7 separate regions of the Mus musculus genome follow, and all the other regions are linked to region 1. The links are chromatin contacts, called in public Hi-C, HiChIP or PLAC-seq and promoter capture Hi-C maps. All regions are on one chromosome and are shown on one strand. Each heading gives the region's core, a stretch centred on a gene start, on an enhancer-like site or on the middle of the called end of the contact. The rest is flanking DNA. Distances are from core to core; before and after follow the strand shown. Region 1 holds the start of Ran (RAN, member RAS oncogene family). Region 2 holds the start of Gusb (glucuronidase, beta). Region 3 holds the start of Vkorc1l1 (vitamin K epoxide reductase complex, subunit 1-like 1). Region 4 holds the start of Zbed5 (zinc finger, BED type containing 5). Region 5 holds the start of Phkg1 (phosphorylase kinase gamma 1). Region 6 holds the start of Sumf2 (sulfatase modifying factor 2). Region 7 has its middle 26 kb from the start of Psph.

Region 1 (3,756 bases), core at 323-2,822:
AGACCGATGCTGGTCTCCATTTTGTTCAGTCTAGGGTACTGCCCAGGTTCAGTTAAACCTCTCTGTGAGTACAAGAGACACACCCTTCACAACCCTAAATCCAGTAGACTAACCATCACAAGCTACAATCCCTTCCGCAACAGCAACTTTCCCCCCAAGGCTGTACAAATAGCCTGTCTATAGCTGTCTCCCGACCAACACCCACACCCCCAGTACTCATACATGTTAAGTTTTAAAGTTCAGGCTAAGAATAGGTTTGCAGTTCACGTTGGATGGCAAAGAAAATGCTGTAAACCAGGCAGCAGTGGGCAGTCCAGACAGTGCTTGCAGGGAGAGCTGCGCCTATGCCCGCTTGAGTGTATTCTCTTGTTTCCCTCGGCTTCTTAGGATGAGGTTCTTTGTAAGTTCTAAGCGTGGGCCAGTTAGTAACACAAACCAGGCCACCAGATGATGCGGTTCGGCAGGCTGGTTGCCAGGACAAGTAAGTTCATGATAAGTTTTCTCGGGGAGAGGGTCACTGGTGATGTCACCACCCAGCACCAGGTGCTACATTGTATCAACAATCTACCAAACTGGAACTAGGCGGGTTGACCGTTTTTCTCCTAAACTCTGTTTGATCTCCACCTCCTGTTATATCCTCTATTGAATACAGCTCACAGCATAGCCCCTTGTAGCCGACTTGTTACATATACTCCAAAATATAGTAACTTTGTATTTATATAAATATGTAACTGACGTTCCATTAAACATACTATGTTAACGTTATGTTATAGTTTTTGTGCACACTTTCCCACCTGTCTTCTACCTAAGTTGCCCAGGCTAGCCTTGGAACCCTAAGGCCTGTGCTGGCTCCTTTTAGATTGCATAGTACAAAGTAACAGCAGGGCCCCCAAGCTCTGGTCATCAGAGATACATTTTCCATTTCCCCAGCAGCATCTGTATTTGCTGGTCAATTGCTGCTCAGGAGGGAGCCAGGGTAGGGTATCTTCTGCGAGACAGATTACTCAGACCACGCAACAGAGGAAGGGCCCTGGGATGCTGAACGCCTGGACTAACTGCATCCGGTCCCATCCTCCCAGGAAGGCCAGGCCGTGTCCATGCCGGGCACGCATGGCTGACGCAAGCCGGGCCTCGGGCGCGCGCACCCTCATTCATTCCCTCCATTCATTCTGCAGACGGCGGCCGCGCACACTTAGCGATCGCCCGCCCGCGAGATCCCCGGTGCCTGTGGACACAGGACTTGGGGACGAAGGTCGGGCGGTGCCCGCTGAGCGGCAGCGAGCGACCGAGAAGCAGCACCCGCCTTTCCCGCCCACGAGGCCCCTGGCTAGGCCGCCGCCCGCGTAACGCGCGGCCTCCCGCAGCCAGCGCATGCGCGTGGCAGCCCGCGCTCAGCGCCGGCTCCCGCGGGCCCTTCACGGTCCGCGTGCGTGCGCGTCCCCGCTCGGCCGGCCCACGTGACCCGCCGCCCCTCTCCCGCCCTGGGCGCTCCGAGGGCCCCCGGCCGAGTCGGACGGCTCCAGCGGACGTGCGCGTGCACGCGCGCCGCGTGGTTGGGCGCGGCGCCGTTGCTCCGCCCTCTCCCGGCTCCTCCCCCCCTCCGCGCGCCGGCGTCCGCTGCGTCTCCGGCATTTGAATCGCGCTTCCGCCATCTTTCCAGCTCCAGTCGGACAGGCGCGGAGACTCTTCTGGAAGGTAGCGTCGAGGCCGGGAGGGTGCGGGCGCGGGCGCGGGCGGTGACCGGAGGGTTTGGGTGTCCTTCGGGTGGGCGCGGGGCGGCGCTGGCGACGAGGCGAGGCGAGGCGGACGGGCAGCGCCCTGGGCTTTTTCAGCCCGCTTCCCTTCCCCCCACCGTCTCACGCCGCGTCCCCGCCTTCCCGCGCGCTCTTCCCGGCCGCGGCCTTTGTGGGGCGCACGTGCCGCAGCCGCTCTCTCTCCCCGCAGGATCCGCCGCGATGGCCGCCCAGGGAGAGCCGCAGGTCCAGTTCAAGGTGCGTGTGCGGCCGCACGGGGGCCCTCGGAGGGCGAGCGAGCGGGGAGGTCGGGAGGGGACGGCATGGCGGGGACCGCTCACGCCGCCGCCTCGTCTCTTGAATCTAGCTCGTCCTGGTGGGCGACGGCGGCACCGGGAAGACAACCTTCGTGAAGCGCCACTTGACGGGCGAGTTTGAGAAGAAGTATGTAGGTAGGTGCGGCCGGGGGTGCTTCACGGCAGCGAGGCCTCCGGGGGAAGGCGGCGGGCAGTGCACGGCTGACCCCTTCTGCCGCCCTGTTCCCCGCAGCCACCCTGGGCGTGGAGGTGCACCCGCTCGTCTTCCATACCAACAGAGGACCCATCAAGTTCAACGTGTGGGACACGGCCGGCCAGGAGAAGTTCGGGGGCCTGCGCGATGGCTACTACATCCAAGGTGAGGGGGGCCTTGCGGAAGTGGGCCCAGGCCCTCGGACATGTGCTTGGGGTATGAGCCGGAGAGCCAGCCGTTGCCGGGTGACTAAGGAGAGGGGACAGAAATCTCTTGGAGGGAGGCGACCTGGTTGGAGTGGATAGGAGATTTTTTTTTTCTTTTATAAGAATCGTCCGTGGTGTCGTTTGATCATATGCTGTGTCATGCTAGGCATTGATTTGGGGCAAACTGTGTGGCTTCAGAACTTAGTAGGAGACTAAGCTATTGGGAAAGCTCCCGGGTCACTTTTTGGTTTTCGAAACTTGAATTAAGGGCTACACGCAGTAGCTTACCCGTGATTATTCCCATCATTAAAATAAGTAGTGAGCATTTGCCCCAAGATACTAAACCTCTAGCCCCTCCTGGAGCCAGGCCCTCTCTCACACGTGAAACCTGCCGCCTCATGGAAACTGTACTTTTACTTTTCTCCTTGAAAGTAATCGAAAAAGCTTAGTGGGGAAAGAGTCTGTTGGTGTTTAAAGACGAATGAATATCCTTGTGATCTTACTAGCATGATGAGAAAATTCGTTCTTTGGCTTCTTCGCATGTAAAGGCAAAGGGGTGTTTATAACCGGGGTTAACTTTTTAACCAAAAAAATGGGGATGCTCACGTGCTTCCTCTTAAACTGTATCCTCACCATCCCTGCAGGGTAGGTTATAGAAACCTGGGCTCAGATTTTAGAAGACTGGTGTTTGAACTTTGATGAACTTTGATGGGCCAGCAGTTGGTAGTTAGTGATTAGGTGCCTTGAGGAGAAGAAGGTAGTTGATAGAGTGAATTGGTCTTGACTTTTGGAGTTTTCATTTGAAGAGGAATTGGAGTCAGTGTGCCATGTTTTACCATCTAACTTTTTAGTGGGGGACAGGGAGGACTTTTGAATGGAGTGGGTTGATGGGTGATCCAGAGTCAGGCCCAAGATGATGACTGAGTCCTGCAGTAGACTAAGACACTCTACTGTCTCCAATGTTTTTCAGCCCAGTGTGCCATTATAATGTTTGATGTAACCTCAAGAGTTACTTACAAGAATGTACCTAACTGGCATAGAGATCTGGTACGAGTGTGTGAAAACATCCCCATTGTATTGTGTGGCAACAAAGTGGATATTAAAGACAGGAAAGTGAAGGCAAAATCTATTGTCTTCCACCGGAAGAAGAATCTTCAGGTACGTTCTAATTTCTCGGTTCATTCTTAGAGAAGATTGTATATAAGGTACCCGTATATGTTCTATATTAAAAATTGGTCAGAGGGTTTTAATGTGGATTATAAAATGTCTTTGTTTAGAATGTCCTGGAATGGAGATTATTAATAGAA
Region 2 (3,756 bases), core at 550-3,049, 980 kb after region 1:
GACACAGGGGAGAGACTCTGTAAAATACTGGCTGCATCCACAAGTGAACTCTGCAGGACAGTTGATGGAAAAAGACTGTTCAAACCAAGTTCTTTCTCAGGGCAGATAGTACCAGAGCCAAGATTTCCATGGAAAGAGCCACAGGCCAGTCTAAAACAGGAAAGACCAGACCCTGACATAAAAGGCAGGTGACCATTGCTACAAGGAAGAAGGCCAACAGCAGGGAACAGGGGCCCCCAAGGAAACAGAGAAGGCCTGTGGTGGCAATGTCCTCTCCTTACTTCCTCTTTTGCTGAATGCTGGGCAGTGCAGTTGAAAACTGAGAGTCTAAGCCAGGTGTGGTGGTTCATCACTTGTAACTCTAGCAACCTGGGAGGCTAAGGGAGCCACATGGCTATGAGTCGGAGGTTAATGTGAGTCGCTGTCTCAAACACACACACACAGAGCTGGTGAGATGACTTGGTGGGTTAAAGGCACTAGCCACTAAGCCTGATGACCTTAGTTACATCCCTGGTGACCTAGGTGAGACCAGACTCCAGCAAGTTATCTTCCAACCTCCACATGTACTGTGTAGCACACGGGTGGCGCCCCCCCACCCCACATAAATAATGGGTACACATTTTAAACAAAGAGAGAGAAGAGAGGAAGAGGAGAGAGCCCAATAGGAAACGAGGTAGGATGAATGAATGAATCTGAGAGAGGAGGAGACTGTGAGCACACAGGTTTGCTTCAGCCTGCTTCTGCGCCAACCCTACCTAGGTAGGAAAGGAGAGCAGGGATGAGGGTCCTCTGCTAGCTCTGTGCAAAGTCACATTTGCTCCCCCCTCCTCTACCCCCGCCCCCAAATCTCTGTAGTGGGTAGCATCTCCTAGGATTCTACTTTTCACAAGATGGGAAAGAGCATGGGAGGTATGTGCACCGGGATGCAGGAGGCGTGTGCACAAACATCTACAACACTCAGGAAAGTTAAAGTGGGAGCAAGAGATTCACCCGGACATCCAGGCCAGCCTAGGTTATCGAAGGAGACACAGCCTCAAAACATAAACAAAAGGCTCAGTAGTGACAAGCACACACAGGGCCCTGGGTTCAAGTCCCAGCACTATGAAGTAAAATTAAAAGCTTTAAAAAAACAAAAACAAAAAAATCCATTGCCTGGGGCAGCGCCTGCCTAGCAGAAACCATGCGGTTCTCAGCATGCCAGGTCCCACTTCCTGCTCTGGTCGCTCCCCTCCCCAGCCTGCAAACCCATATTAACCTCCTCTAGGTGAGCACAAGGGGATCTCCAGGTACAGGCATCCCTCCGCCCATCCCCTGACTTCTGGAAGCTTCCAGACCCCGGGTCCCAGGGAGCGCGCACCTCCCGTAGCGGCTGCCGGTACCATTGCTGCTCGAAACCCTGCAGCCGGTTGTTCGAGAGGTCGGCGCGGAAGTGCCACAGTCCGTCCAGCGCCTTGAGCTCCCGCGACGGGCTCTCCTTCGGGAACAGCATCCCGCCCTTCAGAGCCAGCGCGCAGCTGCACAGCAGCTGGCCCAGCGCGACCCAACACGCACTCCATTTTAGGGACATACTGGCCAGGCTGCCCACCGACCAGCGGCTGGGCTTTTTAGCCTCCTCTCTGGGAGGGCAGAGGCGGGACCTGGAAGAGTCACATGTTCTCGAGAGAAGCCGCCTGCGCCAACTTGGTTGAGGGCAAGCGCTTGTACAGCTGCTGGCTCAAGGCTATCTAGAGGCCCCAAGGCTGGACTCTGCAGAAAGAGGAAGTCGCTTGAAGTCCTGGATCGTTTCCCCATATGCCTGACGTCAGCCGCTGCCTGCCTCACATCTATTAATATCTCCCCCTCCTTCCCTCACACTCTGGGGCTTGCCCCTCAGGACCACTAGGCTAAGATCTGAAAGAAGCCCTGAAGTCCCTGATCCCACTGTTTCTTCATAACTCCTGTGAAAGGATGAGAGTTCAAAAGAGACACTGAGAAGAATTTGGGGAGTTTGTTATTAAAGCCTGGAAAGGACACGCAGGCAGGTTCGAAGCTAGGTCTCTTCTTAGAGGTCTCTGAGGAAGGGAGTAGAACTGACAGCAATGGCCATGAAAGAAGTGTCTCCTGGACCTGTGTGATGTCATTCGAGTCACAAATGAAGGTTGCGATGACGGTTCACATGACCTGCAGCAGCCATTCTCTGAAAGTGGTCTTAGTAACTCTCACCCCACCCCCACCCCCAATCCATCACTCCAGCCTCTCTAGCTAACAGGCTTGAGCAAACAGTGCTCAGATTTCACTCTTGGGCAAGTACATATACAGCTAAGCGAGTCTTGAAGCCTTGGCTGTCCTGGAACTCTGTAGACCAGGCTCAAAATCACAGAGATACCTCCCGCCTCTGCCTCCTGAGTGCTGGGACTAAAGGCATATGCCACCTGGTTAGTTTCCAGTTCTTAAAACGGAGGTAAATATCATTTAGGTTTCAACCTAAATCTTTGAGTTGAACTAAAGATACAACCACCCCAAGGTGTGCATTTGGATTTTCAGACTGAGCCAAAAGGAAGTTCCCTAAAGAATGTTTTTGTTTGGTTCGTTTTGATTTGGGTTTTTCCAGAGAGCTCTGTTTAGTTAGTCTAAACTGGCTGGCCTGGAACTCAGAGATCCACCTGCCTCTGTCACTTGAGGGCTGGGACTAAAGGAGTGCACCACCACTGCCCTGCTCCCTAAAGCATTATTAAAGCCTGCTGAACTTAAGCACAAGAGAAGGTTCCCCATTTGTTGTTGTTGTTGTTACAAATACCTACATTTTGTTGCAATTACCAGTATGCTTGTTAAGGGGTTGGGGGTGACGCTGAACAGAAGAAATGATTCTCAGCATGAGTAAAACTGGCCAAGCACAGGTATGCTAGCTTCCAATCCACTTATTTATATTTGAGTGTTTATGTTTCAGGTGCCTGCTTCAGATGTGTGTATACACATGACCGTGTGCAGGTAGAGGTTAAAGGTCAATCCTTTTTTTAAAAGGACTGACTTATTTATTTATTTATTTGCTGGGGAGGGCTAGAGAGATAATGGCTTAGTGGTTAAGAGCATTAGCTGTTCTTCCAGAGGACCCCGTTTGATTCCCAGCACCCACATGGCAGCTCACAACCATTTTTTAACTCCACTCCTAGAGGATCGAATGACCTCTTCTAGCCTCCACAGGCACTGGACCATGTGGTGCATAGACATACATGCCAGTGCAACCCTGGGAAACAGAAAATAAACACTAAGAACAGCAGCAACTACAAAAAACTTCCCTAGAACTGGACATGGTGCTTCTCATCTACGGCCAGCTCTCAGGATGTTGAGGTAGAAGGATAGGCTACATAGTAACCTCAAAGATATAAATAACATATGGATGTTTTGCCTGCACCTATCAGTGTGTACTAGGTGTGTGAAGTACCCTTGGAGGCCAGAATTGAATCCCCTGGAACTAAAGTTACAAATAATTGTGAATCACCTTGAAGGTGCTGGGACCTGAACCCAGGACCTCTGAAAGAACAGCCAGTGCTCTTAAACCCTGAGCCCTGTCTGCAGTCCCATCCATCTTATTATATCTTAGTTTGTTTATTTATATATTAATTTGCATGTGTGCCTGCACTGTGTGAAGATCAGATGATGTCTGGCTGGAGTTGTTCCTCCTTCTACCCTGTAAGTCCCAAGGACAGAACTCAGTCATCAGACTTGGGAGCAGACACCTGTATTCACTAAGCCATCTCAGAAGCCCCTCTGCCTTGT
Region 3 (3,756 bases), core at 670-3,169, 920 kb after region 1:
TCCAGATTCAGTGAGATACTCTGTCTCAAGGAGGTAAGTCAGGGACGATTATAGTCAGCGATTTTTTTTTTGTACCCACACATATGTGAACACACACACAAATCAATAATGTCCTTTTTAGAGACTCTGACCCCATCTCTTCCCTCTCTCTCCTTTTTTGGAGGTTTAACCTAGAGCTTTACATGTATTAGTCAAGTATTCTACTGTTGAGCTAAAACTTGTTTTCTTCAACCCCTTACTTTGGGTGGGTGGGATGGAAGCCAGCTGTGTTTTCTGGAGGTGTAAATTGGAGCTGTTGTTACTGCCCAGGGAGGACCTGCAGCCTTCTCACTGCCATAGGAGAGAACCTGAAAGAGGACTCTCAGGGTTTGAGATGACTACAGCCATGCCTCACATCTTAATTTGATCCAAGGTAGAGAGGAAGAGAAAGAGAGAGGGAAAGGTGGAGAGACTGAGCCGGAAGATTCCTGACGCAGAGAAAATGAAAAAAAAAAAACCCCAAACAAAACAAACAGACACCCAGTTTATTAGCTTGCTTAAAGCTGCAAAAAATTGGGGTGATTTGTTATCCAACATTGTATAATTAATTGAAGAACATTACTTATTAATCAAAATCACTAGGTGATGCCCCCAAAGCCTAAGAGCTGCATTGAAGCAAAAGCTAGCAATCTCCATCAACAGCTTGTTTCTTTGTAGACACAGATATCCTTACATGGGTTTTCCTGTCCAGTTTTGACAGCAAGGAAGCTCAGAATCAGTTATGGCTCAATTTTAACAATTTTGCAAGCCTCTATGACCTCCTCACGTTTCGTTTTCTTCTGATTTCCCTTTTTCCAAGTTTTTGAGCTTTTTTTTTAAAGTTCATTTTTATCCTTTTAGTATGGATTATGTTAAAGCCACATCAAATCCAAATTATAGAGAAGTATTCATGAACCCATTTAAAAATAGGTTTTTTTAAATGTAAAAATAGTTTTGCGCATTTAAGAAAAAAGTTTCTCACATGTTGAACACAAGACGCCTGGAGGTGGTGCCTGGGGAAGATCATGTCACACAAACGTGTCTCTGGAGCTCTGGAGCCATTGGTCAGGGACAATTTGGATTGGATAAGAAATATCAAGTGATAACGACGGAAATGTGTGTGTGTGCAGAAAGGCAACTGATTGCTACCAGGAGCCAAGGGCTTGCCCAGTCAAGCATTGTAGTAGTATCTTTGAAATCGATCCCTTGTAACAGACCCTAAGATTAAGCCAAACCACCTCTCGCCTCACCCCTTTCCTAGGCCACACCCCTCATCCTTCCTGGTCACGCCCCTGCCCCATCCAGCACACCAGAGTTTTTGCGCTCCGCCCCTTCCCTTCGCTCCCGCCCCACCTTGTTCCGCCTCCCTTCTGACCGCGCCCTCCAGTGTAACGAACCCCATTTCTCAGCACCACCCTTCACTTGCGCCACGCAACCCTGGCTGCTTACAACCTCCGCCTCTTCCCCGCCCGCGCGCGGTTTTCCCACCCGCCCCTTTAAAATCAAACCACGCCCACCGTCAGCCACGCCCTCCGCATGCGCCGCACCACCTCCCCGCTGTTGCGCGCTCCGCCTCCTCCCTCCACACTTATGAGCGGCTTTCTCGCTCCGCCCCAATTCTGGTCAAGCTCCGCCCCTCCTCAAGCCCTTCCCTCTTTCAGACCCCGCCCTCCGCATGCGCCGCACCGCCTCCCTGGCGGTTGCGCGCTCCGCCCCTCCCTCTGTGTCCGCGCGCGCCTTCCCCGCCCAGTCCGCCTCACTCCTCTCGGGGCGGTTGGGCCGCGCGCCTGTGGGGGCGGGGCCCGGAGGAGGCGACCGAGCCAATGGGGCGCGGCGGTGGTGGCGGCGGCGGCGGCGGCGGCGGAGGCGGTGGCGGCAGCGGCGGCGGCTGGGTCGGGCCCCGACGGGCGGCGGCGTCTGAGGTGGAGGCGGAGGGAGGCGGCGGCGGCGGCGGAGGGGGGAAGATGGCGGCGCCCGTCCTGCTGAGAGTGTCGGTGCCGCGTTGGGAACGGGTGGCCCGGTATGCAGTGTGCGCCGCCGGGATCCTGCTCTCCATCTACGCCTACCACGTGGAGCGGGAGAAGGAGAGGGACCCGGAGCACCGGGCCCTCTGCGACCTGGGGCCCTGGGTGAAGTGCTCCGCCGCCCTGGCCTCCAGGTAGCCCGGCTTGAGTGAGGGGAGCGCGACGCGGGCGGCGGCGGGGGGCGGGGAGCGCGCGGGGAGCTCCGGCCTGAGAGAGCGGGGCCCGGGCCGCGACCCGGACGGCGGTGACCGGGGGGCGGCGGCTGAGGGCAGGCCTCCGGGATGAGGTGGCACAGTGCAGCCGGGAGGGCGCGGGCGCGTCCTGGCCGGTGTGACTTTTCTCCCTGTTGTCGCCGAGAGAGGCGTGTGAAGACCCCCGATGCAGAGATCGGCGAAGCCAGCATTCATCCCCGGGGTCTTGGGACCTCTGCTACCCCGGGGCTATATGTCCGGTGGCTTTTATCACTATCCTCTGGGTTGTTCGGGACAGGTGTTTTCGGTGCTCAGGCCTCTTTGTACTCAGAGTTAAGGAGAATTGGCAGCCTTCTGGAGGCGACAGTGACATTTGCGGGTAGACACGCATTTGACCCTACTCTGGAAGAGGAAGGTACCAGCACTTAACCCTATCTGATTTCTTGGATTTTTCTCCCTTGTGTATTTCACGAAGTGTGCCCAGCAGGGGGAAAATGGCCAGAGTTCGGGTCTACTTTAAGTTTAGAGTAAACGATGAGTACCTTGTGTATAGTGATATTTTAGGTACTACGATGACTGTTATTTTATGAAAGGATCTGAGTTGTGACCCACACTGGCCTGAAACTCATCGGACTATAACCTCTACAGCTATTCCCCTGCCTCAGTCTTTTGAGTAGGGAAATACAAGCATGCACCACCGTGGGTGACTTAGAATGACTTTTACATGTTGCTGATTAGTATTAGCGGAATAATCCGCAAGAGATTAGATTTACGAAACTTTGCTAAGCAGGTTTATTTAAACAATTTTTTGTTTCTTGAAAATACCATCGATTTTTTTTCCTGTTAACATTTTATGTAGTGTGCTAGCTTTTTTTCTTAGAAAAAAGTATTTTACACTTTTAAAAAAGGCTTTTTAAAAAACTGATAGCAGTCATCAAAACCAGCAAAAGTGAAAAGAATTATTGCAGAATAGATAGTTTGACATTTTAATAGAGAGTCCTACCCCTAATATTTTGATGTTTGTTAACAGTGCTTAACATTTCACTACATTCCCTCCTTTTGATAAATGCTAGGGAGACACAAATGTATATAGCTCACTAGTTTATTTTGCCCTCCATATTGGTGGAGGAGTATTTGAAGAAGCTAGGGTTGGAGTTTCTTATCTGCAAACTTAAGGCTGTTGATCTTTCCCACTTAGCCCTTTTCATAGACCAGCTAGGCTAGGCTAGCTCGTGCTTATAAGTGGAATTCCTGTAACTTTTTAGTAGAAAAATGGTTGTCATTATGGCCTCATTAAGCAGTTTTGTTTTTTTTTTTTAAATGCATTGAGTTTATAGTGCAGAATGTATCTGTGATGAAGAGCCCTCAGGAGTTTTATTTGCATCCAGGTTGAGGCCTCCTAGACTTTCTTTTAGACTAGACACCTTGAGAACCACTAAGTGTATCGTGCTTCTATTGCACATATTTATGTTGGGAGTGGGGTAGCACACACACTTATGGAGGTCATTGGACAACATGTGGGA
Region 4 (3,756 bases), core at 692-3,191, 880 kb after region 1:
TTCCAGAGGTCCTAAGTTCAATTCCCAGCAAACAAACATTGTGACTCACAACCATCTGAAATGGGATCCGATGCCCTCTTCTGGTGTATCAAAAGACAGCTACAGTGAACTTATATAAATAAAATAACTCTTTAAACACAGCTACAGTGTACTTATATACATAAGATAAATAAATAAATCTTTGAAAAAAGAAGTCACTCATAAACATTGTCACAGTATACCAGGCTAGCAGGGAACTCAATGGAACATGCCCCCATACACATTTCTGGGGTTAGAGCTGATGCCCTTCTAAATAACGCCTTTTTCCTTCACTGGCTATGCTTTGATTGTACTGATGTCCCTCCCCACTGCAGCAGTATTTCCAATCATGCACTCCCCAGGGGAAAATGATTCCCCCCTGGGGTGGATTTTTATCTGTGAGAATACACTTCTCCTGCTCCCACCCCGTGCTATAAGGGCATACGTGGGATAGGAAGAATCACACCTATTTTATTCAGAAAGTCTCTAAAGTCTTCTAATAGGATTAAGAGATCAGGGAGCTCTACCTGTGGAGGCTCCCCATATCTGCTAGACCCCGCCTCAGCAGCAGTCACAACCTGCCCCTCATTGGTTGTGGGGATGAAAAGGGAGATTTCTAAAATAGCTGGCTCACTAGCCAAACACTATACAACAAAGATATTGACAGAAATTAACCGAGAAATTAGAGAGTTAAGAATGACAATCCTACAAAATAGAGCTACCGTAGTCTTTCAGTTGATCACACATAATCTTGGATGTCAACAGTTCCCTGAAATGTGTTAACATATCAGATTTCTCTAACACCATCGATAACCTAATCGATAACTTACATTGAGAAATAATATCTCCAAGGCACATGTTGATTGGCCCTCCTGGCTAAGATGTTTCTCACCCTTCATTGGCCCCCTGATGGTTCTACTATCAATCATAATACTTGCGCTCTGTGTTTTTGGTGCAATATTAACCTAATCACCCTCCAGATACTCAATACCAGAATCCTGTTCCCCCGACTACAACATCAAGCAATGCTTGCTCTCTTGTCAAAGATTTGAAAGAGTTAATCAGGCCAAGATGAGACTATGAGACCATAAATCAAAGGGTGCAATGTGTCAAACCCATATACCTTCGAAATTAAGGACCACATTGTATTAAGTACCCATACCTTGCAAATTAAGGAACCCAGTGTGTTAAGCCCCTATACTTACGAAACTAGGGTTCTATCTAAGTTTGCTTCCTAAATCTGATGTAATCTGGGGGGGGGGGGGGAAAGACCTCATTTATATGATATATATCCTTGTCTTCCTGTTTCATTGTATTTTTCTAACAATCTCTAACAGTCAATACTCTAGGCCCTGTAAACATGCTTACATCTGTTTTCTATTAATCTTTTATCGCTCCGCCATAAAAGGAATCCCAAAAGGCCAGTAAGGGCCTGTTCTCTAAAATCCCAACTTAGGATAAAACAGCCGGATATCCAGTCCTGATGCTGGATGCACCTCTAAAATAAAGCTTGCTTTTGATTAGACAATAGAGTTTAGTCTTCATCCACTCAATTTTCAGGTTTAACACGTGTTAACACAGTGGGCGTGGCAGCACATGCGGGTAATTCACTTGAGATGCCAGTTCACTTGAGATGCTGAGGCAGAAGGGTCTCAAAATCAAAGGGCAGCCTGGCAGTGGAGGAATCCAGTGGTCCATCGAAAGAAAAAAACTAACCATACATCTCAGAACCGAAGGACAAGATTTGAGAGAGCAACCTCAGGAACTTCCCATTAGCTACAGCGCCTCGTCGCCAAGCAACTTCCCGGCGTGGTACGCAGTGGCACCGCATTGCCAGTTACTGATGTCTGGTTCGTCCAATAACTTTCAGCGATCGTGCTTCTCCTGGGCTCTAATTGGCTACGTGCGGAGGTTCCACCTCCCACCTTCCTCCCTCCTTGCTGGACGCCCGTGGGCGTTCCCGAGTTTGTTGTGTCTGGACGCTTAAGGTGCAGACACCGAGGATGCCACGTGGAAGCCGAATCCGCACTTCCCGCGTGACCCTTCTGGCCGGGTGAGACCCTCGGGACTGGGGACAAAGCGCGGGCGGCCAGGACGAGGTTCTGTAGCTTAAGAGCTGCGAAGCCGAGGGTGAGATGGAGGGAGCCGAAAGGGATCCGCTACCAGGGGAGGACTCCCGGAGAACGGGGACACGCTCTGTGCACTCCGGGAGAGGACTCTGAAATGTGACATTTTCCCTAGACAGGTTGGGGGAAGGGCTGTCGAGGGCATAGTCTAAGAGGAGGTGAGGAAAGAATGAATGGTGATAGGTGTCAAGCTCTTGGGGGTGTTTTTTTGTTTTGTTTTGTTTTGTTCTTACTGTGTTTTTGATTCTGTCAGGCTAGCTTTGGACTTCATAAGTCCTGGATAGCCTTCCTTGATTTTCCTGACTCTGCTTCTCTGGGGATGGGATTACAGAGTTTAAAGGTTTATAGAAGGGGGGAAAAAAAGGATAAAAGAAAATTACTCGTTATTTGTGTGTGGAGGTTCGAGAATTTTAGAATTCTCTCTTTCCACCTTTTGGGTCCAGGATAGCTAACCCTTAGTTGTAATTACGCTACTACAAGGGGTATCAACATTCCTAATGCTGCGATCCTTTTGTTGTTGTGGTGGTGACCCCTGATCATTAAAAAAAATTTTTTTTTTTGCTACATTGTAACTGTAATTTTGTAAGTTTGGTCTTAGGCGAGCCCTGTGAAAGGGTCCTGACCCACAAGTTGAGAACTGCTGCTCCATTGAGCCATCTCCTGTCCACACGAAGTAGGAAATTCTTGACAGCATCAAGATTCCAGATGTCCCATCTGGGAGCCTGTGTGAAGGTCACAGGGCACTTTATGGGAGTTGGTTGTTGATCTTTCTAAGGCTCAAACTCAGGTTGTCAGCAGTGGGTTGCAAGGACACTCTACTTCAGCACCAGCATCCCCCTCTCCCTCCCCCAGCCTGAAATGTTAATTCAGATGTTAACTAGGCTAGGGAGACCCCTTGGTCTAAACCTGTGGGTTGCTACTCCTTCGGCTCCAAAAAATGTTTACCTGATGGTTTATTTATTTATTAAATTTATTTATTGTTATATGGAAGTACACTGTAGCTGTCTTCAGACACACCAGAAGAGGGCGTCAGATCTCATTATGGGTGGTTGTGAGCCACCATGTGTTTGCTGGGATTTGAACTCCGGACCTTCGGAAGAGCAGTCAGTGCTCTTAACCGCTGAGCCATCTCGCCAGCCCACATGATGGTTTATAACAGTAGCAAGATTACAGTTTTGAAATAGAAGGGAAAATGATTTTATATTTGGTCACTACAACATAAGGAACTGTAATAAAGGGATCATTATACCATCAGGAAGATTGAGACCCACTGGAGTCCATGGCAGTACCTGTCTGATATTTCTTCTTTAATACTATGACATTTTATTTGATACTGATATAGGAATAAAATGAAAACTGTTGGTTCACTCTGGAGTTCTTGTCCTGGAACTCACTACTTAGACAGGTATAGCATTGATTTGACAGAGATCCTCCTGCCTCTGCCTCCTGTGGCCTGAAATAGTCTGGTACACAAAGTAGCTGTTTAACATTGGAATAAATAAACCCTCAGGGGATCTTTCCAGCTTTGTCTGTCAGTGGGTACATATACATGAAGTGGGGGTGTCAGCCTTGAAAGGCCAGAAGCGTAGAATGGCCTAGAGCTAGCTGAATT
Region 5 (3,756 bases), core at 454-2,953, 860 kb after region 1:
TGTGGCAAGTGCTGGGTATGATTCAATGGACAGGTGATGCACTGTATAAGTCTTAGCTGATGGATACCGTAGATCCTACCTAGCAATGGCAAGCAAGACCCCAGTAGTCCTGGAGCAGAGTGGACAACACTGTAAGGTTTTTTTTGTTTTTTTTTTGTTTTTTTCCTTTTGAGACAGGGTCTCACTATGTTGCCCTGGCTGGCCTAAAACTCATAGATAAATAGATCTTTGTGCCTCTGCATTCCTAGTGCTGTCATCAAAGGCATGTGTCTCCATGCCTGGCATGAGTCGGTTACTCTTATTTCTACTTTGCTTTAAAAAAAAAATTTAATTTTATGTGTCATGGTATCTGTGTGAAGGTGTCGGATCCCCTGGAACTGGAGCCGAGGGCAGTAATGAGCTGCCACGTGGGGGCTGGGATTGAACCCAGGTCCTCTGGAAGAGCAGCCAGTGTTCTTAACCACCGAGCCATCTCTCCAGCCCGTCTTATTTTTATCTTTAGGTGCTAGGGATAAAACCCAGGGTGTTGAGTATGCTAGGCAAGCACTCTGCCACTGACTGAGCTGAGCTATGCCCCACCCCCACCGCCACCGCACCACATCCCCCACAGCCCTGAGTCAGGGTGCTCAATCTTGGATGTGGAGAAGCTAAGCTGGCCTATCTTGTTCCAGGGACATAGAGGCTCCTACCAGGAAACTGAATTCCTGCTCCAGACCCAGGGTTTGAGAAAGGCAGAAAAATCACCCAGCAATAGGAAGAGGCAAGCAGGCAAAGGGTACATGCTTCATGTCCACTTCCAAGAAAGCTTGGTCTCCCAAGGGGCCCAATTTGCTGACCAGCCAAGCGGCAGTGCTGGCTGCCTCAAGCTGGCCTTTGCAGGAAGCCTGGTGTCCAGCGACTGGGTGCCTGGTTACCAGAAGAAGGTTTAGAATAACAACTGTCTCCTTTGCCAATAGCAGGAAACAGGCCTGTGTGCTGACCCTATCAACAGCCAACAGAGCCTGAAGGTGTTAGTATGCCTTGAAAAACAAGCCTGTTTGCTGAAAGGCCATTCTAAAGGCCCAAGATGGGCATGTAATGCCCCTCACTTATTATCTAGGCACAGCAGATCCCTTGCGTGATTGAGTTCAGAGCAATTCTTGGCTCACACCAGGATGCCAGCCTGAGCCAGGCTGGTCAAATTCTGGCTGTGTTTACCCTTTCTGATAATATACGTGTGTCCATCTCCCTGTTCTTAAGGCCTGACTTGAGCCAACCATGGATCTGGATTTACTGTTTCATTATCCCCTGACACTTGTTCCAAGACTCCCTAGGGGTGTGGAGGTGTTCTAAATGAGAATAGATAGTCTAATGTTTTGGAATTTGATATCCCAGAAAGCTAATCAGAGAACACAACCGATCCATGATCTGTAGGTAACTGCCTGACAGGTGCTCTGAGAATCCGTGCTCTCCCAGGATTAAGGGGAAATGGGTCAAACAGACCTGGAAGGGGTTCCTGTCTTTGCCTCACAACCCCATTGCTCCCATCTACTGCCTGGCTACTCACCGTGAGGTCCTTGTAGGCCCTTGAATGGAAGTGACAAGAATTCCAAAGGTCCTGGAGCCCTTGGGAGACAGCAGACCACAAAGGGCTGAAGCTGTGTCCTGAGCAGACACTTATTGGAGTTGCTGTCTTGCTCCTCTTGCGGAACTTTGGTACTTGGTGATGGAAGGCTGGCCTGCCAAAAATAAATCACAACTGCAAACCTGGGATGCAGGCCAAGGTCCAGCAGGGCTAGGCCTGGGGCAGAACTACATCAGGGGTGACACCTGGCGGAGCCTGGGGAAAGCACATGTGGCAGGGATAAAGCAAATGGCTCAGAGGAGACAAAGCCTTTTGGTTTTTTTTAAATATTGGCTTTTGCTGAGCCAATGTGTTGGAGAACACTTAGGAGGCAGAGGCAGGTAGATCTTTTGAGTTTGAGTGATTTCCACAACAGCCAGAGTTAGACATAGAAACCTGGTCTGGAGAAACCAAAGACAAACAAGCAAACTTTTAATTATGTGTATGAGTGTGTATTTCTTAGTTAGGGCTTTACTGCTGTGAACAGACACCATGATCAAGGCAACTTTTTTTTCTCTACCCCCTCTCCCCTCCCACACCTCCTAATAGTGCCACTCCCCAGACCAAGCATATACAAACCATCACAGCATATCTATCTGTATGTGGATATGAGTATTAGTGCCTGCCCAAGCCAGGTGTTGGGTTTTTCTGCAGCTGGAATTATAGCTGGTTGTTTGCTACATGGGTGCTGGAGATCGAATTCTGGAAAAGCAGTTTATGATCTTAAGGAATGAGCCAGGTTCTCTAGCCCTGTTTTTTTTGCGATTTTATGTGTATGAGTCTTTTGCTGGCAGTATGTATCTGTAATACAGGAATGTCTTATATGCTCAGACATCAGCGAGGGCATTAGACCCCCCCCCCCAGAACTGGAGTTACAGACCATTATAGCCACTATGAGTATGGAAAACTGAACTCAGGTCCTCTGAAAGAGTAGCAAGTGCTCTTCACATGAGCCATGCATCTCTCCAGCCTGGCAACACCAGCTTTGAAAGGAATACATTGTTATTTTTTGAAGACAAGAGTCTTTTATTTGGAGATAGGGTTTCTCTGTATAGTCCTGGCTGTATTGGAATTCACTCTGTAGACCAGGGTGGCCTTGAACTCAGAAATTTGCCTGCCTCCTCTGCCTCCCAAGTGCTGGGATTAAACTCGTGTGCTACCATTGCCCAGTGAAGACAAGACTCTTATTACACAACTCTGACGACCCAGAAACCGTGCAGACCAAGAGGCCTCCACACTTGCACTCCTGCTTCTGCTTGTGTGTTGGCACTATAGGGTGCAACACCAAGCATGACTTTTTTTTTTTAAGTTTTTTATTTTATGTATGTGAGTACACTGTAGCTGTCTTTAGACATACCAGAGGAGGGCATCGGATGCCATTACAGATGGTTTGTGAGCCACCATGTAGTTGCTGGGAATTGAACTCCATGTTTTTGTTGTTGATGTTTGGCTGGTTTTTGTGTGGGACAGGGTTCTCTGTGTAGCCCCAGCTGTCCTGGAGCTCACCCTGTAGACCCGGCCAGCCTCAGACTCTCAGGGATCCACCGGCTGTGATCCCAGAGCTGTGATTAAGTGTGCACTACCACGCCTGGCTACAGGATGGTTTTTAACTGGGTATGGTGGCACAAGCCTCTAATCCCAGCACTTGGGAGGCTGAGGCAGGATAGGCCATTTACACAGATCTGGACTATATAGGGAGACCCAACGGCTTGCGTACGCTGCCTCCATGCAGACACGCAGTGTCACGTGGCCATCGGAGGTCTCAGTAATGTCTACCTGCTTACCACTTACTTAGCTACTTGGTTTGTTGGCATGGCTGAAGACAGGACTCAAGCCTGGTGAATACTAGACAAGCCTGCTGCAGCTGAGTATCACACCAGCTCCCTGACACATCACAATTAGCATGTGATCAAAGTTAAAAAATATATATATATATATCTCTGTCTCCTGGGATTAAAAGCATGTACCACTTTACCTGGGCCTAAGCTTTTCCTAGATTCGATGCCTCCAGATCAGAAAGCTGTGTTTTTGATGAGGAACTGTATTAAAAGGCCAGAGCACTAGGAAGGCTGAGCACCTCTGGACTAGACGAATGACAGGCATAGAGAATGGCTTCTCTTAGGATGCTACTATGTTCACCAGGCACACACAAT
Region 6 (3,756 bases), core at 569-3,068, 830 kb after region 1:
ATGTGAGTAACCTAATAGAAGACATTTGGGAATGAGAGAAGTCAAAAGTGCATGTGTTGTGCGTCAACAGCAGTGTGTCCTGAGCAGAGTGTGCAGCAGTCTGCTAAGCAGTGAGCACTGACTGTAAGGCATTGCTAAGAGTGTTTGGAGAAGTCTTGGTTACTAATGGAAGAGTACTGTTCCTTTGTATTTAAAGTCCCTGAGGTTGACCTGATGCAGCCTGTGATCCTTTCAGAACTGAGGCAACAGGACCGCAGCCTGGATGCTGTCTTGCGCTGTAGTATAGAAAATTCTTATCTTTTGAAAAGGAAAAAAAAATATGGTCTCAATTGGCCCATGTTTTCTGTTTTAGAATTGGTAGGGTTCATAAAATATATGAAAAAAGCCTTTGGTGCTCTTGGTTATTTGCAGGTGAGCCGATGGTGGCTGCAGAGATGGGTGTGTGGGATAACTACTGTGTGAAGAAGCAGCTGCTACACTCCTGGTGAGTGTACACGATCATGGCGGCTCGCGGGCGGGCGGCAGACACAGCAGTTTGGGTTGATAGCTCATCTGTCCTCTCTTCCTCCTTTTCAGTACTGTGATCGCCACCAACATTCTCCTGGTCGACGAGATCATGCGAGCTGGGATGTCCTCTCTGAAGGGTTGAGGCCTGCCTGTGATACTACAGGATGTTGGGGGGAATGGTTATTTTTGTCCAAGCTTCAAGTGATTTGGAAAAAAATTTTCTCTTCCTGATTGGAGAAAAGAAACGGGACATTTGACACCTATTCAAATTATACTGTAAAATTTTATTTTATTTTTGCCTTGAGTATCTGAAGACACTCAAAGCAGCTCTTTTTCAACCCACTGAACAAGATGTTTTAGCTACACCGATACAAAAATTACATAAGATAAGCATGTTGTCTACCCTTGTTCCGTAAGTGTTCTTTGAAAGTTTGTAATGGTTTTCTCCTAAATAAGGCATGGTGACACATGCCTGTAAGCCTAGCCCTTTGGAAATAGTCCGGAATTTCTATGCCAACTCAGGCTACAGGAGACCCCAGGTCGAAAGAATAATTTGTTGTGGATGTATTTGAAATTATCCAGCCAACTCCCTGTTAAACATGTAAGATCCTTGCCAGTGTAAAACACATCTGGGTAATTTATGGGTTTCATAATGTCTAATAAATACTTAAAGAGTGAAGCTACTGGATCATTCACACTTGAAATGACTGAAAATGCTTCAGAAAAGCTAATAAAGCCAAGTTACTCCGTGGAGGCTGGAAGGTCAGAACTCTGCCACCCAACTTCCAGACATGGGAACACAAGAGGCTGAGAGAGTTACACATTTAACAGCCAAAAGGACGGTTGTTGAAGAATAAGGGTTTGGGTGAAACAAGATTTTTTAGGCTATTTTCTATCTTGGTTTTGCATCATACCTGTAACAGCTTATCTCTTTGGTTTTCATGTACTTGATTTTATGTGTGATACTTGGGGAGAGGGGCTGGCTCCGTATTCCACAGTGAGTGAGTGAACAGCTCAACTGAATAGAGGAAAATATCTGGGTGGAGAGTTGGCTCAGCTACGTACTACTGGTTCTCACAGACAGGCAGTTAGTGCCCAGCACCGTGGGCAACTTCTAGCCAGCTGAGACTGCAGCACATTGGACCTGCAAGGGTGTTAACATCACACAAAAGCAGTCAGATAAAATCAGAGTAGGATGGGTGTGGGCCTGTGTTCATTCATGGGCGGGCCTGACAGGCAAGCTCCCAAGGAGCGCCCTGCCATTGGTCACTGAGTCAGTGCGAGTGCGCAGGCGCGAAGAAGCGCCCGAGCAGACGCATGCGCTCTGAGTTCTGGTTCCCCAGCATGGGTTCCTTGCTCCCTCCGGTGTTGCTGCTGTGGCTCCTGTCCTGCCCCAGGCTTCAGCTAGGTCAGTGTGTGGCTCTGTGCCTATATCACCCTTATCCTTGAACACCTGAAAGTGACTGTATCCTGCGCTCTAGATGCTACCCTAACCTCGGAGGGGGTTTGCAGGGTCTCGGGCTACTTGCTGGGGCTGGCCATCATGAAACTGCACTTTTTCTTTTTTTTTTTCTTTTTTTGAAGCAGGGTCTCTTCTGGTATTCAGCCCTGTCTGGGGCGTTGGGAGTAAGGCATTCTGATTTTCCTTTTCTCCATTTCCATGTCTTGAGCTGGTGCACTCGTGTGACTCGTAGCTTTTATTTGTAGAAAGCTTTGAAAGTTAAAGATACGCTTAAGTCACATACATAGTAATCGGATACTCAAAATGTTGTTTAAATGCACCTTTTATCTCTAGTTACTTTTGGATTCAGTTTTTCTTAGGATATTTTATGTGTATGAGTGTTTTGCAACCTCGTATATAGGTGCACCACGAGGGTGTCTGGTGCCGGCGGAGGTCAGGTTGGATCCCTACAACAGAAGAAACATGGTTATAAACCACTGCTTGGGTGCTGGAGACTGAAAACGGAGCGTCTTCGAGAGCAACAGGAGCTCTTATATACTAATATCCTATTTTATTTTATACTTGAGGCAGAGGCTCAACTATGTCGCCTTGTCTGGCCTGGAACATAGACCAGGCTAACCTCAAATTCATAGAGATTCAAGCACTCTCTCAGCTAAGCTACGGCGCAGAGGCCCCTTGTTTAGGGGTTTGGTTTTTTTTTTTGGGGGGGGGTGAGGGTGGGTTATTTATTTATTTAATTATTTATTTATTTATTTTGGTATAAAGGTCTTGACTGTGTAGCCCTAGCTTGTCTTGAGCTTGTGATCTCCAGCGACAGCTTCTTTAGAATTGGGATTATAAGGCATAAAATATGGTCTTAGATTGTAGTTTGTTATGTGACAGAATCTCACTATGTAGACCAGGCTGGCCTCAAATCACAAAGATCCATCAGTTTCTGCCTCTGTATGCTGGGGCTTAGAGGTGTCCACTTTTTATGTATGTGTTTGTGTGCCGTGAGTGTACAGATACTGGCAAAGGACAGAAGATTTAACCTGGTCCTTAAAAAAAATTTAATTTTGGCTTTTAGAGACAGAGTTTCTCTGTGTATCCTTGGCTGTCCTGGACTCATTCTGTAGACCAGACAGGGCTCAAACTCAGAGAAATGCCTGCCTCTACCTTCCAAGTGCTGGGATTAAAGGGCCACCACTGCTCAACCCTAAAAATATTTTTTAAAATGTTAGTTTGTTAAATTACAATCAAACTACAGTTTATATTGCAGCTTGATATTTCATTCCCCTTTAATTTGAGATCTCCCTACTCACTCGGTTTTTTTTGCCCTCTCGGGATTATTCTTGAGATGGGTAGAATTGTATCAGAATGAGAAGAGGGTTAAATATAAGACCCTGAAAAGCAGGGTCTGGTTGCTTATACACCTTTAATCTCTTGAGAGGCAAAGGTAGGTAGATCTCTGTGACTGCCAAGCAAGGCTAGTCCATCTATATAGTGATTTCTTTTCAGGCCAGCCCAGGGTTGGAGTGGGGTGGGAGTAGGGTGACCTTGTCATCAAAAACTAAAATAAGGGAAAAAAGCAACTAATTTTAAAATGAGAAGCTAGGGTCGAGCACCACATAGCATATGTGAGACCCTGGTTTCAATTCCCTGTGACACACACATCAAGTTCTTGAGCCTGGGGCACAGTGCCACATGCCTGCAATCTTAGCATTGGTGAGGCAGAGATGGGAGGGTCCCTGGGGTGAAGGAGCTGTAGAATTGTTTGGGTTGTTTTTTTGTTTTGTTTTGTTTTGTTT
Region 7 (3,756 bases), core at 632-3,131, 740 kb after region 1:
CAATGACACACCTACTCACACAAGGCCACACCTGCTAATAGTGCCACTCCCTAGGCCAAGCATATACAAACCATCACAGTGCACAAGTGCTGCTAGGTTCAGTCAATCCCAGCAGCATACATATACATGGGTGATTGGGGCTTCAAGGTCAGCAGCAGGTACCTAATAGTTTGTAGCCAGCCTGGGCTACATGAAAGCCTGTCTCCAAAAAAGGCAAAATATAACTAAAAGCATGACGTTACTTCCATCATGCTCCACTCTCCAGATGACCACACACACAAGTGTTTCTCCATGATTGGATGATAGGAAGGGATACCCCATTCCACAAGAGCAGCAGCGGCAGCGAGCGGAATTCCAGAGATTCAGGGGGATGCTTGCCTTTGCCTGCACAGTCCTCAGAATCGTAATGGTTGGATTCATTTGGACGAGTGAGTGACCCGTCCACAGGTCACCTGAGTTCTGCTCACAGCCTCTGAAGTGTTTTCACACTTCTTGTGTAATTCCTACAGCCCTGACATCAGCAGTCCAAGAATTGCTGTCTTCAACAGAGAGATATGCTCACTATTTACTGACTGCCACAGGTCACATCCGGAGCCAAAGCGATTTCCAAGGCATTCGTTTCATTCCCTAATGCATTACTCGAGTTAACAATTTACCTAAACCAGGGTTGTCCATCCTAGCCTAATACTTATTAACGCTGACTGCGGCATTAATGCATTAATACAGCAGAGGACATCTTACTCCCTAGGGTTCTTATAAAAACCTGTGCTAGGATTACAGGGCTGTGTGAGCTCGTCTACTGTTCTGTGGTGCTGGGGATGGACCCCCTAGGACCTTGTGCGTTCTAGGCAAGCCCTCTACCAAATGAGCTCCTTCAATTCCTTACCCTTTAAAAAAAAATGTCACTTGGAGGGTAGAGGCAGACGGATTTCTGAGTTCGAGGCCAGCCTGGTCTACAGAGTGAGTTCCAGGACAGCCTGGACTACACAGAGAAACCCTGTCTCGGGAAAAAAAAAATGGCCAGAGGTGGTGTGGTGGCACATGCCTTTAATCCCACAGTGCTCTGGAGGCAGAGGAGGGTGGATCCCTGTAAACTCGAGGCCAGTCTGGTCTACAAGGCGAGCTCCAGGACAGTCAGGGATGTTAACACAGAGAAGCCCCATCTCGAACACACAAAGAAAGAAAATGTATCTGTGTGTCTGTCTATGAGTGCACATGTCATGGTGTGTGTGTGAGGAGGCCAGGGGACATCCTGCAAGAACCTGATCTCTCCTTCCTGAGGTCAGGAAGGAGAGAACAGGTTGTCAGGTTATCAGGGTTGATGGTTGACAGCAAGAGCCTTTACTTGCTGAGCTGTGACAGTCATCCTTGCCACTCTTTCCTCTTTAGTATTCTTTCTCTCTCTCTCTCTCTCTCTCTCTCTCTCCCTCCCTCCCCCCCCTGTTCCCCTCTATCTGTGTGTGTGTGTGTGTGTGTGCACGAGAGCCTGAATGTAGGTATGTGCAGTGCATACTTGCATGTGCCTTCAAAGGCCAGAAAATAGTGTTGGGTCTCCTGGAACTGGAATTACAGGTAGTTGTAAGCAACCCGACATGGGTGCTAAGAACCAGGTCCTCTTTAATAGCAGTAAATGCACTTAACTAAACCATGGCTCTAACCCCTGAAAAATGTTTGGGTTTGGGTTTGGGTTTGGGTGTGTGTGTGTGTGTGTGTGTTTTGGGGCATATGTGTAGAAGACTATCTCGTGGAGTGGGTTCTCTCCACCTGTATGTGAACTCTGAAGATCGAACCAGACTTGCCTGGCAAACACCAAGCAGTCCCACTGGCCCTGTTGAGACAGGGTCTCATGCTGCCCGAGCAGTCTGGCCTCAACAAGGCAGGCCTCGAAATCCTGTTCCTCCTACTTTGCTGGGATCACAGGCATCACAGACATACACCACCAGGTCCACTTGCTTCTTTTTTTGTTGTTGTTGTTGTTACAGTATCTTGCTTCAGAGCCTGTTCTTGCCTGGAGCCCCAGATTCCCCTGCCTCAGGCCCCAGAGTGCTAAGTTTGCAAGTCTATCCCACTATACCTAGCTACAAGGGCTTGTATTACTTAATACAAAGACAAACTGCAAACAATTCCTTAACTTTCTCTGCGTATAGAAACCGTTTTCACAGATTGAAAACTGGCACCCCACGCGGGAGCTATGTAACACTGCTGTCGCTCTGGGTACCCAGCCTATTGTATCTCTGCATGGGCGTCACCCCTGGGAGAAGTACTTGCTGGCTGCTTCCAGCCAGTCTACAATTGGAAAGGCATGAAAGATGCCAGTACAGTTCCTGCCTCATTCATATTCACCCCTGACACAACAAAGAAGGCCTTGTACGACTGGGGGTGTGGGGGGAGCTGAGCTCAGAGCCTATGGCCCACAGAATTAATGGTAGAACTGGAAACTGCTCTCCATCCAATCATAATCGCAAATCGCATATCTATCAGATTTCCTCTGGGGCAAATTCAGCGTGCACCTGTGCAGGTCACTGCTCTGTCACAGCAGGCTGCTGTAACCAGTTCAACGGTGGGGCCACCTCCTCCACCTCTGCCCGGGCTTGTGTGCTCCAAGCGGTGATGAAAACTGAGACCCTTTGTAGTAGCACTCGGCCAGACCCAGCATGCCTGGTTGGTCCTTCCCATTTTGCTGTGCCGAAATGTGCAAACTCACAAAGCAGCATCTAGGAGAACTGCCAGGAGGCGTTTACAACTGGGGAACAACGGCCTTGTTGTTGGGATGCCTGTGTGACCTCTGCCAAACGTAATCCTCCACGCCTCTCCTACGGAACCTGAGGGGTTTTGTTGTTGGTTTTGGGGGTGGGGGTGTTGTTTGTTTGTTTGTTGAGCCAGGGCCTCACTATATTGATCCTCCTGTCTCTGCCTCTCAAGTGCTGAAGTTTTCAGGCATGTAACATACTTTCAGCTGATTTTGTAGTTGGACACATTTTTTGATCTATTTGGCTCAGTTATATATATATGTGTGTGTGTATGTGTGTGTGTGTATGTATGTATATGTGTGTGTATATATATATATATATATATATATATATATATATATATACATATATTTTTTAAAGATTTATTTATTTATTATATGTAAGTACACTGTAGCTGTCCTCAGATACTCCAGAAGAGGGCATCAGATTTTGTTACAGATGGTTGTGAGCCACCATGTGGTTGCTGGGATTTGAACTCGGGACCTTCGGTAGAGCAGTCGGCGCTCTTAACCACTGAGCCATCTCGCCAGCCCCATATATATTTTTTTTAAATCATTTACACTAGTTACATTTCGGGCAGTGGAAGCAAGGGCTGGGGCTCATTTGGCAGACAGCTTGCCTAGTGTGCCTGGAGCTTTACATTCAGTCTCATCTTGGGTAACCCAGGACATGTCGCTGCACACCTGTGACCCCAACACTCAGGAGGCGGAGGCAGGAGAAGCAGGACTTTAAGTCCTCCTCAGGAACGGAGCTGAGATACACAAGACCCTATCATTTAAAATAAAATGAAGCAAAATGCCCTGGGGTAGAAAGAGTACTTAGCTCAAATGTGCAAATCTTTCTGGGTGGTGGTGGCACAGGCCAGGGCTTACATAGTGCAAATCCCTGGCTCCATTCCTAGCACTAGTGAAACAAACCAGTAAAACCCCCAAACCTCATATGCCTTCCCTACTTAACGAGCCAACAGTGGCAGCTACCTGTGTCTCCCTGAGCCATGTCTTTCCCC

The links. Promoter capture Hi-C pulls out the DNA fragments that hold promoters and counts their contacts. A called contact is a pair of places that touch in the nucleus more often than the background predicts. HiChIP or PLAC-seq counts read pairs in DNA pulled down with a chosen protein or histone mark. Capture Hi-C pulls out chosen DNA fragments and counts their contacts.
Region 2: a promoter capture Hi-C map of pre-B cells shows a contact between it and region 1, with 4 times the contacts expected there. The contact joins the promoter of Gusb here to the promoter of Ran in region 1. A contact is called at or near these places in 2 of 39 promoter capture datasets (pre-B cells and second pharyngeal arch cranial neural crest), 1 of 115 datasets of contacts at active chromatin or transcription factors (embryonic stem cells) and 1 of 9 other capture datasets (embryonic stem cells).
Region 3: a Hi-C map of CD8 T cells shows a contact between it and region 1, with 6 times the contacts expected there. The contact joins the promoter of Vkorc1l1 here to the promoter of Ran in region 1. A contact is called at or near these places in 3 of 39 promoter capture datasets (frontonasal cranial neural crest, liver and pre-B cells), 5 of 484 Hi-C or Micro-C datasets (CD4 T cells, CD8 T cells, double positive thymocytes and 1 more), 7 of 115 datasets of contacts at active chromatin or transcription factors (astrocytes, bone marrow-derived macrophages, embryonic stem cells and 4 more) and 1 of 9 other capture datasets (adipose tissue).
Region 4: a promoter capture Hi-C map of liver shows a contact between it and region 1, with 4 times the contacts expected there. The contact joins the promoter of Zbed5 here to the promoter of Ran in region 1. A contact is called at or near these places in 8 of 39 promoter capture datasets (the 3T3-L1 cell line, the SN4741 cell line, embryonic stem cells and 5 more), 4 of 484 Hi-C or Micro-C datasets (CD4 T cells, Th1 cells and embryonic stem cells), 14 of 115 datasets of contacts at active chromatin or transcription factors (astrocytes, cardiomyocytes, embryonic forebrain and 7 more) and 2 of 9 other capture datasets (adipose tissue and liver).
Region 5: a contact with region 1 is called in an H3K27ac HiChIP or PLAC-seq map of extraembryonic endoderm stem cells, with 5 times the contacts expected there. The contact joins the promoter of Phkg1 here to the promoter of Ran in region 1. A contact is called at or near these places in 8 of 39 promoter capture datasets (the 3T3-L1 cell line, embryonic stem cells, hippocampal neurons and 2 more), 2 of 484 Hi-C or Micro-C datasets (CD4 T cells and embryonic stem cells), 10 of 115 datasets of contacts at active chromatin or transcription factors (astrocytes, embryonic forebrain, embryonic stem cells and 5 more) and 3 of 9 other capture datasets (adipose tissue, embryonic stem cells and liver).
Region 6: a promoter capture Hi-C map of pre-B cells shows a contact between it and region 1. The contact joins the promoter of Sumf2 here to the promoter of Ran in region 1. A contact is called at or near these places in 7 of 39 promoter capture datasets (the 3T3-L1 cell line, the C10 cell line, cranial neural crest and 4 more), 1 of 484 Hi-C or Micro-C datasets (embryonic stem cells), 11 of 115 datasets of contacts at active chromatin or transcription factors (astrocytes, bone marrow-derived macrophages, embryonic stem cells and 3 more) and 1 of 9 other capture datasets (embryonic stem cells).
Region 7: a contact with region 1 is called in an H3K27ac HiChIP or PLAC-seq map of embryonic stem cells, with 7 times the contacts expected there. The contact joins the enhancer-like site here to the promoter of Ran in region 1. A contact is called at or near these places in 6 of 39 promoter capture datasets (the 3T3-L1 cell line, the HPC-7 cell line, cranial neural crest and 3 more), 10 of 115 datasets of contacts at active chromatin or transcription factors (the 230-238 cell line, the SCID.adh cell line, astrocytes and 6 more) and 1 of 9 other capture datasets (pancreatic islet).

What each region holds. Positions count from the first base shown.
Region 1 is chr5:129,018,584-129,022,339 of GRCm38.p6, forward strand. Ran (RAN, member RAS oncogene family) reads left to right here and starts at 1,573. Exons shown (of 7, transcript NM_009391.3): 1 at 1,573-1,695; 2 at 1,945-1,991; 3 at 2,101-2,185; 4 at 2,283-2,408; 5 at 3,420-3,607. The coding sequence starts at 1,956.
Region 2 is chr5:130,001,250-130,005,005 of GRCm38.p6, forward strand. It overlaps Gusb (glucuronidase, beta), which reads right to left and starts at 1,800. Exons shown (of 12, transcript NM_010368.2): 1 at 1,358-1,800. The coding sequence starts at 1,567.
Region 3 is chr5:129,940,190-129,943,945 of GRCm38.p6, forward strand. Vkorc1l1 (vitamin K epoxide reductase complex, subunit 1-like 1) reads left to right here and starts at 1,920. Exons shown (of 3, transcript NM_027121.4): 1 at 1,920-2,176. The coding sequence starts at 1,983.
Region 4 is chr5:129,893,782-129,897,537 of GRCm38.p6, forward strand. Zbed5 (zinc finger, BED type containing 5) reads left to right here and starts at 1,942. Exons shown (of 4, transcript NM_183088.2): 1 at 1,942-2,071. The coding sequence starts at 2,022.
Region 5 is chr5:129,877,385-129,881,140 of GRCm38.p6, forward strand. Phkg1 (phosphorylase kinase gamma 1) reads right to left here and starts at 1,704. Exons shown (of 10, transcript NM_011079.3): 1 at 1,547-1,704.
Region 6 is chr5:129,845,172-129,848,927 of GRCm38.p6, forward strand. Sumf2 (sulfatase modifying factor 2) reads left to right here and starts at 1,819. Exons shown (of 9, transcript NM_026445.2): 1 at 1,819-1,915. The coding sequence starts at 1,825. It overlaps Cct6a (chaperonin containing Tcp1, subunit 6a (zeta)), which reads left to right. Exons shown (of 13, transcript NM_009838.2): 12 at 412-484; 13 at 577-1,272. The coding sequence ends at 649.
Region 7 is chr5:129,759,745-129,763,500 of GRCm38.p6, forward strand. No RefSeq gene overlaps it. Among named protein-coding and RNA genes, the nearest start is that of Psph, 26 kb to the right of the region's middle. Within about 2 kb of position 1,882, at least 92 of the 459 cell types and tissues checked have an H3K27ac peak or open chromatin away from gene starts, as enhancers often do. A contact at or near this core is called in astrocytes, craniofacial prominence, embryonic stem cells and 2 more, where this site is marked.